Regions from separate parts of the Sus scrofa genome. Here region 1 is linked to region 2. A link is a contact called in public HiChIP or PLAC-seq data. All regions are on one chromosome and are shown on one strand. Each heading gives the region's core, a stretch centred on a gene start, on an enhancer-like site or on the middle of the called end of the contact. The rest is flanking DNA. Distances are from core to core; before and after follow the strand shown. Region 1 overlaps ABCG2 (ATP-binding cassette, sub-family G (WHITE), member 2). Region 2 has its middle 9.7 kb from the start of ABCG2.

Evidence for each region. HiChIP or PLAC-seq counts read pairs in DNA pulled down with a chosen protein or histone mark.
Region 1: a contact with region 2 is called in an H3K27ac HiChIP or PLAC-seq map of alveolar macrophages. The contact joins two enhancer-like sites. A contact is called at or near these places in 1 of 5 promoter capture datasets (skeletal muscle) and 2 of 2 datasets of contacts at active chromatin or transcription factors (alveolar macrophages and skeletal muscle).

The regions. Positions count from the first base shown.
Region 1 is chr8:130,931,769-130,938,476 of Sscrofa11.1, forward strand. ABCG2 (ATP-binding cassette, sub-family G (WHITE), member 2) reads left to right here. Exons shown (of 17, transcript NM_214010.1): 10 at 2,507-2,589; 11 at 4,298-4,387; 12 at 5,692-5,816. Among named protein-coding and RNA genes, the nearest start is that of ABCG2, 82 kb to the left of the region's middle. Within about 2 kb of position 1,528, at least 5 of the 83 cell types and tissues checked have an H3K27ac peak or open chromatin away from gene starts, as enhancers often do. A contact at or near this core is called in alveolar macrophages, where this site is marked.
Region 2 is chr8:130,840,009-130,847,454 of Sscrofa11.1, forward strand. No RefSeq gene overlaps it. Among named protein-coding and RNA genes, the nearest start is that of ABCG2, 9.7 kb to the right of the region's middle. Within about 2 kb of position 1,808, at least 3 of the 83 cell types and tissues checked have an H3K27ac peak or open chromatin away from gene starts, as enhancers often do. A contact at or near this core is called in alveolar macrophages, where this site is marked.

The DNA.
Region 1 (6,708 bases), core at 278-2,777, 91 kb after region 2:
TTAGTGGGATTTGTTTCAGCTGCAGCATGACGGGAGCGCCGAGAAATGTTGATAAAGACATTAGAACAAAGATGGAATGACATATTTGGGAAATTTCTTTTTGTCCCCTCTATTCAGAGAAGCCAGCTGTGCAGTACTCACAGAAGAGTCTCCTTGCTCCATTGAGCAATCTTTAGTTTCCCCGTTTATTTTCTTTTCCTCAGTACAAGAAGATGCACCTTATGAAAACAACAAAATTGTGAGATTAATCATTTTGTCATAATGTTTGAAAACTTTGGAAATATTTTTTGAACTTTGAAACCTTTAGGAAACTTCCTAAGGTAAAACTGACAGTCTTTTAATGTAAGTTATTAAGTTTGAGCACAAAAGAAACAAAGCTTATGGAGTGGCCAATGTTCAAGTCTGAACATTCAGAGTTATGCGGTGTGAAAGTATAGGCTTGTATAGGTGAGCTTGCCCACATGCTGATGGGGTCGTTTTTATTTATTTGGAAGCTTGGTCTGTTGACATGAAGTATATAGTATATGTGGAAGGTAATTAAAACATGCCAGGGTGAAAACTCTTCATTCCAAATTTCTGACTGTCTTTTTAGCAAGGCAATTTTTAAGGACATCTCAAATCATATTCTTTTTTCTTTTTATTTTTTCTATGGCCTCACTCACGCGGCATATGGAGGTTCCCAGGCTAGGGATCAAATCAGAGCTACAGCTGCTGACCTACACCATAGCTCATGGCAACGCCGGATCCTTAACCCACTGAGCAAGGCCAGGGATCAAACGTGCAACTCATGGTTCCTAGTTGGATTCATTGACCACTGAGCCACATGGGAACTCCTCAAATCGTATTGTTTACAGACGCTGGTCTTCACAAAGAGTCTTGGCAGATCAGGATCCTGTTTTCCAATTTTGTTGGCTTCCAGCCAAAGTGTCTTGACAACTTACTTCAAACCTTGATGCCACTGCACTATGCAGTACTGACTTTTTAAAAAATTTATTTATTTTTCACATTGAAGGTTCCAGGGAACCTTGGTGGAATAGTTTATTTTCTTTAGATTATCATTTCTTATATTTTTAGTACATTTAATAAAATTTAATTAAAAAGTACAATAAGTAGAAGTTCCCGTTGTGGCTCAGGGGAAACAAATCTGACTAGGAACCATGAGGTTGCAGGGTTAATCCCTTGGGTTAAGGATCCGGCATTGCTGTGAGCTGTAGTGTAGGCCAGCAGCTGTAGTTCCGATTTACCCCGTAGCCTGGGAACTTCCATATGCAGTTGTGGAGGCCCTAAAAGGAAAAAGAAAAAGAAAAGTACAATAAGTAGAATTTTCTTCAATCAATTATAGCATAACCCTTAACACTCTGCATAACCCTTAGCATTTTGCCCCTGGAAGTGAAGTGTCCTTAAGGAACATTTTATCAAACTTAAAAATGACAGTGATGTTTATCCAGGCTCTTAGGCGTCGTCAAACAGACTGAGTGAGTAAAGGTAGGTAGGAGTGGCTAGGAATTGGCCCCTCAGTGTTGCTGTGGCTGGTAGGCTTTCTGGGCTGAGGTTGCCCAAGAAGCAGTGGCAGGAGGGTGAGTAAGGGAAGCCCCTGAGTGCCCTTAGAGACAGCTCTGTGAATGCTTTGGTGACAGTGCACTTTTCCAGAGCAGACATGAACTCTCCCCAGGTCAGATGGGCGTACCCCAGCTTACCCTACTTCCTTATTATGCACAATTTCATTGTTGGAATTTTTATGTGTGTTTTTAAGATTTTTATTTAATTTTCATGTTAAGAGTAAAGATATCTTGTTTTTACTGGAGTCTCTTGAACTGTCAGACTCTGCATGTTCACTAGGACAAAGGTTGAGAGTTCAGGCCAGAACTCTTACCACTTGGGTTTTATTTTACCCCTAAACTACCTTGCTAGGTACTTGCATTGTTCTGCATGTTACACGGCATTCCCAGGCCCAGTAGCCTGAACTGGACCGTGAACTGGCAGTGCCTGGAAAACCTGGGAGGAATCTTTAGCTTTTCTGCTTTGTTCTCCTGTTAGTCTCCCCAGCACACAGGTAATTATTTTTTTATTATTTTTTTTTAGGGCCACACCTGAGAAATATAGAAGTTCCCAGGCTAGGGATTGAATTGGAGCTACAGGTCCTGGCCACAGCCACAGCCATAGCCACACTGGATCCAAGCCACTTCTGCAACCTTTGCTGCAGCTTATGGCAACACTGGATCCTTAACCCACTGAGCAGGGTAGGGATTAAACCCGCATCCTTATGGACACTAGTCCAGTTCATAACCTTCTGCGGCACAGCGGAAACGTCTGTAATACTTTTATTTTAATTTAAAAAGCAGTCTCATAACACACATTATTTTATATTTTTGCCCAAGAACTACGGCCAAGCCATTTAAGATATCTATATCAACGGAGAGATTTATTATGTAGCCAGATGTATTTTAGTAATAAATATCTTAAGTTTTTACCTTTAATTGAAAACATTTTTTTTCTTTTTGAAAAGATAATTGTGACGATCATCCTGGGCCTGGTTATAGGTGCCATTTTCTATGATCTGAAAAATGATCCCTCAGGAATCCAGAACAGGTAAGTCAATTTAGATCTTGATTTTGAGAAGGTTCTATTACTTTGTTTTCAAGCTTAAGGAAATCCATTACAAATTTGAATTTGAGACAAGCACCGGGTAAACTGCAGATAAGTCAGCGAATAGAAAGTTGGATGGAAGAGTTAATTTTCACATTCACACACACACACACACACACACAAACACACACACACACACACACACACACATATATACAGTAGTAAAATACAGAGAACATAAAGTTTACCCCGTTGACCAGGTTCGAGTACAGTTCAGTGGCATTAATCACATTCACATTATGATGCAGCTGTAAAAACCTCGGCCTCCGACCCCAGAATTTTTTTCATCTTCCAGACTGAATGTCTGTACCCATCAAACAGCAGTCGTGCCCTCCACCTTTGACCAGCCCCTGGAAACCGCCACTGTCTTCCGTCTCTGATGCTGACTGTTCTCGGTACCTCGTATCAGTGGCATCAGAGCATTTGTTCTTTGGTGACTGGCTGTGTCCCTTAGCATCATCCGTGTTGCAGCATGTGTCAGAATTTCTTTCTTTTTAAAGGCTGCGTAATACTCCACGGTATGGCCACACCACCTTGGGTGTCTCAGTTTATCTGTCCACGGACACCTGGGTCGTTTCCGCCTGTTGGCTGTTACCAACAGTGCTGCTATGAACATGAGTGTACGAGCAAAAATCGGGTTGCGTCTCTGCTTTAAATTCTTTTGAATTATACCCAGACGTGGAATGTTTGGATCATTTGGTACTTCTGTTAATTTTGCGAGGACCTGCCATGTTGCCTTCAGCAGCAGCTGTACCGTCATGCATTTCTGCCAGCAGTGCCCAGGGTTTCAGGTTCTCTCCAGCCTCACCAATACGTGTTGGTTTTTGTTGTTGTTGTTGTTGTTTTTTGGTTTTTTGTTTTTTTGTTTTTCCCTATGTAATAGCCATCTCTCCTTGTGGTTTTGATTTGCATTTCTCTAATGATTATTGTATTATTTTTTGTTTTTTTTTTGTCTTTTGTTTTTTTCCTGCTCTTTTGGGCCACACCTGTGACATACAGAAGTTCCCCGGCTAGGGGTCGAATTGGAGCTGCAGGTGCTGGCCTCCATCACAGGCACAGCAACTCAGGATCTGAGCCGTGTCTGTAACCTACACCACCGCTTGTGGCAATGCCAGATCCTTAACCCACTGAACAAGGCCAGGGATCAAACCGACATCCCCATGGATCCTAGTCATGTTCGTTTCCACCGAGCCACAATGGGAACTCAGATTTGGTGCCTTCTTGCATGTCCTTGCTGGCAGAGAGAGAGCTCTCTTACCTCTCTTTTCTTGTCTTTGAAGGGCCCTAATCCGTTGTGGGGGCCCCACCCTCATGACCTGGTCCAGACCTCACAACCTCCCAAAGTCTCTGTCTCTGAGGGCCATTGCATTGAGAGTTAGGGTGTCCACACAGGAATTTCAGGAGAATGCAGTTCAAACCATAGCGAACCAGGACCTTGAATTTCCAAGTGTGCTACGTGGAGTCCCAGGGGTCCCACTCTGGAGACACCAGTGGAGAGAAACCTGATGGGCTCATACAGCCCCCTCTGATTGAACCAGAGCAGTAGTTTGTTTACTGTGTTCAGATGGCATTTGTTGGGGGGGGGGTTGCAGGTAGAAAAATATCTAAGCCTGTTTGTCTGCATTGCTTTTTTCCCTTCCTCTCACTGCAGAGCCGGAGTGCTCTTCTTCCTGACAACCAACCAGTGTTTCAGCAGCGTCTCGGCCGTGGAGCTCCTTGTGGTGGAGAAGAAACTCTTTATGTGAGTGGGTCTCTGTTCCTGGAAGGGGCTGTTGGTCAGCCGGGGCCCATCCAGAATCAGGCCTTGGTTTGGCTCCTGGGGATGACTGGTGTGGCCTGAGGCAGAGCAGCCAAGGGCGGGGGGTGGGTGTGGGGGGAATCCGGAGCACACTGGGGCCTGATGGGAAGGGAAAAAGGAGTGTGAAGATGAGGACACAGCCCCCAAATGCAAGTGCTGCCGAGGAGGCAGGCGCTAAAGAGGGTGAAGAGGACCTTTTGCTCTTAGCAAGGAAGAAGGCTTGGTAGAGGGAGGGCTTGGTCGAGGGAGGGTCATGGGTTGAACAGTGAATTCAAGGTGAGGAGGTAAAGCTGACCAAGAATGTAGAATGAGCCCGCTCTCAATGCCAAGAGGACTGGAAGGAGCCACAGGGCAGCCCTGACCTGAGGTGGGCTGGGCTGGTTCTTGCATAATTCCATGCAAATGAAGCTGTTGGAGGAATAGTTTGGAATTACAGGAGGAAGATCTCAGGAGAAGAGGGGTCTCAAACTTTGGAGAGGAGAAAATAGGCCTGGATAGCCAGCAGGGGTGTAGGGTTGGGAGGCGTGAAGGGTTGGCAGGCGTGATCGTGGGCAGAAGTGCCGTTTTCTTGTCTTTATCCTGAGAGTGGAAGAAGTAAGAAGAGGTTAGGGATCCAAAGCTGCATTTGAGGTTGGAGAATAAGCACCTTCACTGGAAGGAGGGGGAGTTCCCGTTGTGGTTCATGGGTTGAGGACCCAGCATTTCTCTGGGAGGATGGGGGTTTGATCCCTGGTCTCGCCCAGTGGGTTAAGGATCTGGTGTTGTTCTGAGTGTGGCATAGGTCAGCAGCTGCAGGTCTGATTTGAGCCCTAGCCCGGGCACCGCCATGTGCTGCAGGTGTGGCCATAAAAGAAAAAGAAGAAGCAGGGAGAAAGAAAGGCCCTGTGGCCACTGAGATCCGCTCCTGCCGCGCTGGCCTTGGAGGAGAGCCCACGTGGGAGGAGAGGGAGGTGATGCAGACTGTGTGCCCGGAGTGGGCGCTCAGAGGGCAGACGGGAGGACTTCCAGAGGGGTCTGTAGTGAGGAGGACACAGGCCCTGGGGAATGAGGTCCCTCGGCCGCGCGTGCCTAAGTCGCGCCCGCTGCCGGCAGGGGTGAAGGTGGTGGGGTAACCTCGCAGCTGTGGGAGCTGTGCTTGTTCGACCCTTGGCAGCCGCAGACATCTGTGTAGCAGGTGGTTTAATCTTCTGCTCTGTGCCTTGTTACTAAGCTAACGTAGGGTGCATGATGTGGCTTTTTGGTTTTAGACATGAATATATCAGTGGATACTACAGAGTGTCATCTTATTTCTTCGGAAAACTGTTATCGGATTTACTACCCATGAGGATGTTACCAAGCATTATCTTTACTTGTATAACGTACTTCTTGTTAGGTAAGCAGTAAGACCAGAGGTATGTGTCTCTAGTCTTGGGTATGAGGGGGCTTTTCCTAAGCATGCTTTGATTCTCAAAACCATAAATGAACTCATGAGGTAAAGAAGCGTCTGTCATTATGCATGCTCTGAAATAACTGTTCTCCAAGGAGATTGTTGTCCAGATTTTTCCCAAAGTAACTTTCAAATCTATTTATGAAACTGTATTTTATGTCCGAGTTGCCGTCGTGGCTCAGTGGTTAACAAATCTGACTAGCATCCTTGAGGACATGGGTTCGATCCCTGGCCTCGCTCAGTGGGTTAAGGATCCGGCATTGCTGTGAGTTGTGATGTAGGTCACAGACACGGCCTAGATCCCATGTTTTTGTGGCTGTGGTGTAGGCCGGCAGCTGCAGCTCCAATTGGACCCCTTGCCGGGGAACCTCCATATGCCATGGTTGCTGCCCTGCAAAGGACAAAAGACAAAAAAAAAAGAAAAAAAAATCCCAAAAACCCATATTGTATAAGAAGAGGTATTATGAGTCTTATATAAATATGGAAATAATTCGGAAAGCTATTTGACACTATGTTGGAGGGGCTGGGAGTTTTATTACTTATATAATTTTATATTTTTATTTGTGTGTGTACAAAGATGGTGAAGAGTGACTTTTGAGGCTTTTTGGCTTAATAAAAGTATTTGTTTGACAGATGTAGATCGATTGATTTATGCATCATGTTTAGACTACACCCCAGACTCATTGCATCAGAATTTCCACATCCTCTCTCTCTCCCACATACACACAGAGATACGCACATGTGCATGAAATAAATGCTTTTGAGAGAGCACTGCTTATTTAGCTTTAAACTTCCTGTTTTACAAATAAGAGTCGTGTCATAAAGAATTAGAGCTAGA
Region 2 (7,446 bases), core at 558-3,057:
TAAAGCCTTGGGTTTCCTGAGACTTGCAGTCTTCTTTGTTGAGACTCTGAATTGCATTGCAGAGGGGATGAGGACAAAGCCTGAGCTCACGTAAAAGAGAAACATAATGCCCAGGCCCAGGAGAGGTACACGCTCAGAAAGGACAGACTGGACAGGAAACCCACCCTGCAAAGGTGAACCACAAGAACACAGTTTTTCTTGGGCTGGGCTATGAATGAAGACATTTTAAAGGAGGAAAAAAATGTGTTGCCCTGAGAAATTGTAGCCACTGGCCAGATCTGTAGTTTGGAACCAAGTCCACATTCTTTCCATGGTCCAAAAACACAAGCCTGTAATTTAAGGAGTACCAGGACAGGTTGGAGTTCCCACCCTGGGGCAGTGGGTTAAGAATCCAACTGCAGCAGCTTGCATCACTACAGAGGTGTGGGTTCAATCCCTGGCCTGATGCAGCGGGTTAAGGATCCTGCATTGCTGCAGCTGTGGTGTATGTAGGTTGCCAGTATGGCTTGGATTCAATTCCTGGCCCAAGAACTTCCATATGTGAGGGTAAAGCCATTAAAAAAAAAAAAAAAAAAAAAAAAGAGTATCCCAAGTGTCTGAGAGAAGCGAAAACAGTCTTCCCCAAATGGGAACATACCCTCAACCAGGCCTCAATTCTAGACACAGCCAATAAAAAGTCACAAGGAAAAATTATAAAACAAAAATCAAGCAGAGAGTTCTGCTTTATAATTAATTATCAGAATTAAAATTAATTCTGCATGAGGTTTTTCCAGATTTAAAAAAGGCCTTGAGGAGTTCCCATCATGGCTCAGTGGTAATGAACTGGACTAGTATCCACGAGGATGTGGGTTTGATCCCTGGCCTCACTCAGTGGGTTAAGGATCCAGCGTTGTCATGAGCTGTGGTGTAGGATCCCATGTTGCTGTGGCGTAGGCTGGCAGCTGTAGCTCCAGTTCGACCCCTAGCCTGGGAACTTTGATATGCTGTGGTGCGGCCCTAAAAAGACAAAAATAAAAAATAAAAAAATGAAACAAGCATTGAAAACATGAGTGAGAATAGGAGACTGTCTAATGATCAGGTCAATTCGAAGAACAAAATATTACTTTGAGGAATTAAAAAAAAACCAACCTTACTGAAATTAAGAATTCCAGTGTATAGAAAGTTAAATGAAAAATTAATTTAACTGCATGGAGAATTAGTGACCTGGAAGATAAATGTGAGCAAATTATCCCAGGTGTAGTTTGGGGTGGGGGGATGTAGAAGAATGTGAGGAAGATTAAGAGGAGGAGAAGGAAGACCCATCAGACTGTATATGTGTCTCCCTGGTTCCCGCGGACAGAGCAGTCCATTGGCTAAATCCCTAGCCAGAGCTTAGCAGCACTTTTTTTTTTTATGAACGTGATTTATTTCATGATCAATCTTACAAATTGCTGAGGTTAGCAAGGCCAGGATTGTAGCTTGAATCTCACACATTCTGTTAAGGAACAGCCTGATTTGGGAAGCCCTGTTGTTGAGCAGAGAGCAGTGGACGAGGAGCCCCGGGTTATCCAGCAGTTATCCAGAGGCAGCAGGTGAGAGCAGGTCTTTCACAGGCAGAGGGCCACTTCAGTGGCTCCCAGTGTCCACTGCGCCCCTTTAGGGAGGCACAGAAGTCCCTAGAGGCACCAGGGAGGCACGATGAGCTGGAGACTGGGGCGGGGGGCATCACCACCCAGGTGCTGTGACTCTGCCTCATCATCCCCATCCATATACCCTAGGCAGAGCTGGCAGCACTTTCTCCCACTAACTCCACCCTTTATAAGTGGGCAGCCCCATCCCTGGGGCTTGAGTTCCCTTTATTTAACCACATTCCTTATCACTATTACTTGTTTCTAGACTCAAGGCCTTCAACCCAGAAACCTAGTCATTCTTACTATTGTGAGTTTCTTTCATGGAGGTATTTATCATGGTTTTGCAGTTGCGTAGATTTTCTTGCTTTTCTTCTTTTATTTGGATCCATTGTGGCTGAGGGGCGATTTTGAAGGTGAACACATTCATTCTACATTCTCTCTTTAAAGAATTTTTTAAAGCAGATTTTACAAGAAATAATAGTGTCATTATTTCTTCTTTCTTTTTCTTTCTTTCTTTCTTTCTTTCTTTCTTTCTCTCTCTCTCTCTCTCTCTTTCTTTCTTTCTTTCTTTCTTTTCTTCCTTTCCTTTTTAGGGCCACACCTCTGGCATATGGAGGTTCCCAGGCTACGGGTCTAATGGGAGCTACAGCTGCCAGCCTATACCACAGCCACAGCAACGCCAGATCTGAGCACATCTGCGATCTATACTCCAGCTCATGGCAATGCCAGATCCTTAACCCACTAGACGAGACCAGGGATGGAACCCGAAGCCTCATGGTTCCTAGTCAGATTTGCTTCCGATGTGCCATGACGGGAACTCCCATTATTTCTTATTTCATCAGCACTAATGTAAACAGCCAAAATAAGGCCATAAGTTGTTTATTGTCTGTATGACCGTGAGCAAGTTGCAGTTTCATCCTCCGCAAGACAGCAATTTTAATAGAACCCACCTAAGGGCATTGTTGTGAAGATTAAATGAGGTTTTAAAAAACCCGTAAAACCTAAAGGCTCTTAGAACACTGCCTGGCAAGTAGCAAGTACTCGATAAATATTAACTGTTATTATGGGTATTGGGTAAAAATTGAGGTTCCCTTATGTTTTCCAAATGTACATTATTTTTTAATCTTTATTCAACCCTGTGACATAGGTGTTATCACCCTTAATTTGAGGTAAGAAATTGAGGCACCCATGAGTCAAATAGCAAAAACTGTAGGTTGGGCGAATCTTGGGTACGTCTAGACTGGATGTTGGTTTTGTTACGTATTGAATAATGAATGTGTGTTTTTAATATGGGTGATGACATAGGGAAAACGAAAATATAATTCTGGGTGAGGCTGTACATGCTTGGCTTTGTTGACATCGTCTCATATATTAAGCCTGACAGAAGTGAAAAAAATTTGAAGACATCTTATAATGAATCACATGTCATTGAGCGCTATTACACTTTAACTCCAGCTCCCATGAATAAACGTTTATCCCTACAGACCATAAAATGTTTATAGTAGTCAGTAATGTATCATATGAAAGAGGTCAGTCTCGATAAAACCCTCTTCCATTTTTACAACATAGCAGATACAGGTAAGGGTGGATAAGCCCCTGAATTACATAAGATAAACTCAGTTTTACTATTTGGACAATAAACATTTCTCAGTTATCTGCTGTGTTCAAGGCCTTGAGCGAGGCAATATTTAAGAAACACACTGAGGACAAGGACATACTTTCTACCCTAGTAATTCTCATTCATGGCCCACAAGGCGTTCAGCTTCTCAGGTTTGTGACCTTGAAAGTCAGCTCTGTCCTTTGTCTCACACTTTCAATGTTCTGTCTGATACCAGGACTGCAAATTCTTCCTTTACCATATTCCTTTCGTGTCCCTTTTCTCACCAATTTCTTCCACTGCTGCTCTAGTTCAGTCTTTACTTTTTTCATTTCAAGATTGGCCCATCCCCCATCCATTCTATATATAAACAGACCAATCTTTCTAAAACACCTGTTGACAATGTCATCCCCCTACACTAAACTTTTAATGGTTTCTCACTCTCAAGATCAAGCTACATTCCTTGGTTTAGCATTCAAGACTTCCTCATTCTGCCGGTGTTTTACTGAGAATACACAGCCTTTGATCTGTTTCTTGGTGAAGAGGTTCCATAAACACTGTGCTACACATATTTTGCAATGATGAAACCTAATTAATAAACTTATTTTAATCTAGCATGCTCCCATCTCTCTTCTCCACATAACACGTATCCATAAAGTCATTTGTTTAAGTAAACTTTTAAATTGCAGTATAACATACGTACAGAAAAAGAGCTAAGTAAACGATTTGCTGTATATTTACAAAGTGAATACACTTGTAGATCTGCCACCCGGACCCACAAATACATATATATTTTATATGTACATATTTTATTTTATTTTTTTACTTTTTAGGGCTGCACCCACGGCGTAATGGAAGTTCCTAGACTAGGTGTCGAATCAGAGCTGTAGCTGCTGGCCTACACCACAGCCACAGCAATGCAGGATCCTTAACCCACTGAGCAAGGCCAGGGATTGAACCTGCATCTTCATGGATTCTAGTCAGATTCGTTAACTGCTGAGCGACGATGGGAACTCCGTTTGTACATATTCTAAAATATACATGTATATTTGTTTATTATCAACACCCCAGAAGTCTCCCTCATGTTCCTCCCTAGTCATTGTCCCTTCCAAAGATAACCACTCATCTCACTTCTGTTGCTTTACATGAGTTTTGCCTATTTTGGTTTTTTGGCTTGTTTATTTATTTACTTGCTTTTTAGGGCTCTACCCCAGTTATATGGAAGTTCCCAGGCTAGGGGTTGAATCGAAACTACAGCTGCCAGCCTCTGCTGCAGCCACCACCTACGCCACAGCCACAGCAATGTAGGGTCCGAGCTGTGTCCACCACAACTCACGGCAACACCGGATCCTTAACCCACTGAGCAAGGCCAGGGATAGAACCTGCAACCTCATGGATCCTAGTTGGGTTCATTAACCACTGAGCCATGATGGGAACTCCTGGCTTGTTTATTTTTTTTGAAATATAATTGACCTATGAGAAATACACAGACACACATGTATATATATAAACAAATATACAGATGTGTTTACTTTGGAAATAAACATCAAGCTGTTTACTTAAATTTTTCTGTACTTTGTCTATGTATGTGTTATACTTATTTTAAAAGTTTACTTAAACAGGGAGTTCCTCTCATGGCTCAGTGGAAATGAACTCAATTAGTATCCATGATGATGAAGGTTTGATCACTGGCCTCGAACAGTGGGTTAAAGATCTGGCGTTGCTGTGTAGTGTAGGTTGCAGATGCAGCTTGGATCCTGCATTGCTGTGGCTGGGGTGTAGCCTGGCAACTAAAACGCTAATTTGTCCCCTAGCCTGGGAACTTCCATGCGCCACAGGTACAGCCCTAAAAAGACCAAAAAAAAAAAAAAAAAAAAAGTTTACTTAAACAAAAGACATTAGAGGTAAGTGAAATTTCGTTTGGTGGACTCTCAAGACTTAACCTTTCAATCTGTTTTGCAGGGACAAATGTTACATCCTCTACCCTACTTTCTGACTTTGCAGGCTAATCATCTGTACGTAACTATAAAATTTTTTCTCCCTGCTATGCTCATTTTTTAGGGCTTGACTAAAAATGGTATTTATACCATGTGAATTGTATAACCAAATGAATTATTTATTTGGTCTTTTTGTCTACTATATAAAGAAATTTATATGAATCAAGGCAGTCTAGCTCTACATCTGGCCTCAACACCTCCACCACTTCCTGCGCCCCCAACCACAGTGTGCTGTCTTTCTCTGTGTTCATGCCTCCTTCCCTTCATATCTATTAAAGACATTGACAGCTGGTTGTCGGTACATCTCTTCTTTCCAAGACAGTCACTATCTTGGCAGGGTCTGTGTTCATTTGGATGACTAACCCATTGCCCTAGCTTCTGTGTTCCGACTTAACCTTCGGGGTAGGCAGAATTCTAAAGATCCCGTTCTCCCCCAGGGCCCCAAATTCCAGTTCATCCACTGGTTATTTAACCAAATGTTAATCTAGGGGCTAATCTGAGGAATTTTGCAGTTGTAATTCAAAGTCCCAAGTAACCTTACTCCAAAACGGGAGATTATCACTGTGGGCCTGATGTCATCACATCAGGAGGAAGGGAAGGGCAGTTCCCAGGTGGTGGAGTTGTAGGACCCTGCTGTGGCCTGGTCTGGGAAATGAGATCCCACGGCAAGCCACAGCGCCCCACAATAAAAAGGGGAGGGGGCGGCAGTGGGAGAGAGGAGATCCAAGAGATTAGAAGTTTGAGAAGGAACTGCTTTGAAGATGGAGAGGAGTCACTGGAGAGGGGGTGGGCAGCCCGCAGGAGCTGGTTGACTGACAGTCAGCAAAGGGGTAGGGACCTCCGTCCCAAGACTGCAAGGACTTGGGTTCTGCCAAACCTGCCCTTGGAAGCAGATTCTTCAGATAAGAATCTTCAGATAAGAGCCCAGCTGGCCGATACTTTGATTTGATCCTGTGATACCTATCCAGAGCAGAGCCCCGCCAAGCCCGCTTAGATTCCTGCCCTCCAGATTGCAGAAGAGTACATGAGTATTGTTTTATTTTATTTTTTATTTTTTTTTTTTTTTGTCTTTTGTCTTTTTGGTCTTTTGTTGTTGTTGTTGCTATTTCTTGGGCCGCTCCCGCGGCATATGGAGGTTCCCAGGCTAGGGGTTGAATCGGAGCTGCAGCCACCGGCCTATGCCAGAGGCACAGCAACGCGGGATCCGAGCCGCGTCTGCAACCTACACCACAGCTCACGGCAACGCCGGATCGTTAACCCACCGAACAAGAGCAGGGACCGAACCCGCAACCTCATGGTTCCTAGTCGGATTCGTTAGCCACTGCGCCACGACGGGAACTCCGAGTATTGTTTTAAAATGCTAAACTAATGGCAATTTCTTACTCAGCAGAAGATAAATATTCCATATTCATAATACTACTGTCACATTCGGACCTTGGGACCTTGACAAAACCTGCAGTGCTCAAGTGCCCATGGTGACTCAGCAGTAACGAACCCGATTAGTATCCATGAGGATGCCAGTTCAATCCCTGGCCTCTCCCAGTGGGTTAAGGATCTAGCATGGTTGTGGACTGTGGTGTAGGCTGCAGATATGGCTTGGATCTGGTGTTGCTGTGGCTGTGGCATAAGCTGGCAGCTACAGCTCTGATTTGACCCCTAGCCTGGAAACTTCCATATGCCTGAGGTGCCAGATGCAGCCCTAAAAAGGAAAAAAAAAACAGAAACAAAAACACAAAAACCCTGGAATGTAAAAATAAATGCCAATTTCCTATTCAGTAATTTCATCCTCCTGTTTCAGCTCTTCAGCCTCCAGTGACCCCTCTCTAGGCTCTCTTTCTACCTCTTCTTCCCAGTCCAGGGATCCAGTCTGAGCCACAGCTGTGGCAACGCTGGATCCTTAACCCACTGTGCCACAGCAGGAACTCCCTGGCCTTACTTTCTTATGATGAATCACTTCACCCACTCAATCTTTTGCTCCATTTTTCTCTTGCCTTACCTGCCCAGCAAAGCCACATCCTAGAATTTATTCAGCTTTCTAATCTGCTCTATCTTTCCTTCCTTGCGATTGGGAAATCCATGCCATTTGTGCCTTTGATTCTACCATGTTTATAGAGTCCAGTCTTAGGGGTTGTTGGTGCTGCTGTGCAATCTCTCTCTAGGTCCTTTGGAGGAAAAACTTTCTCTACCAATTTAGGCTGGGGGCAGTGGGGAGAGGAGCTGAAAGTTAATTGAGAAAAAACAG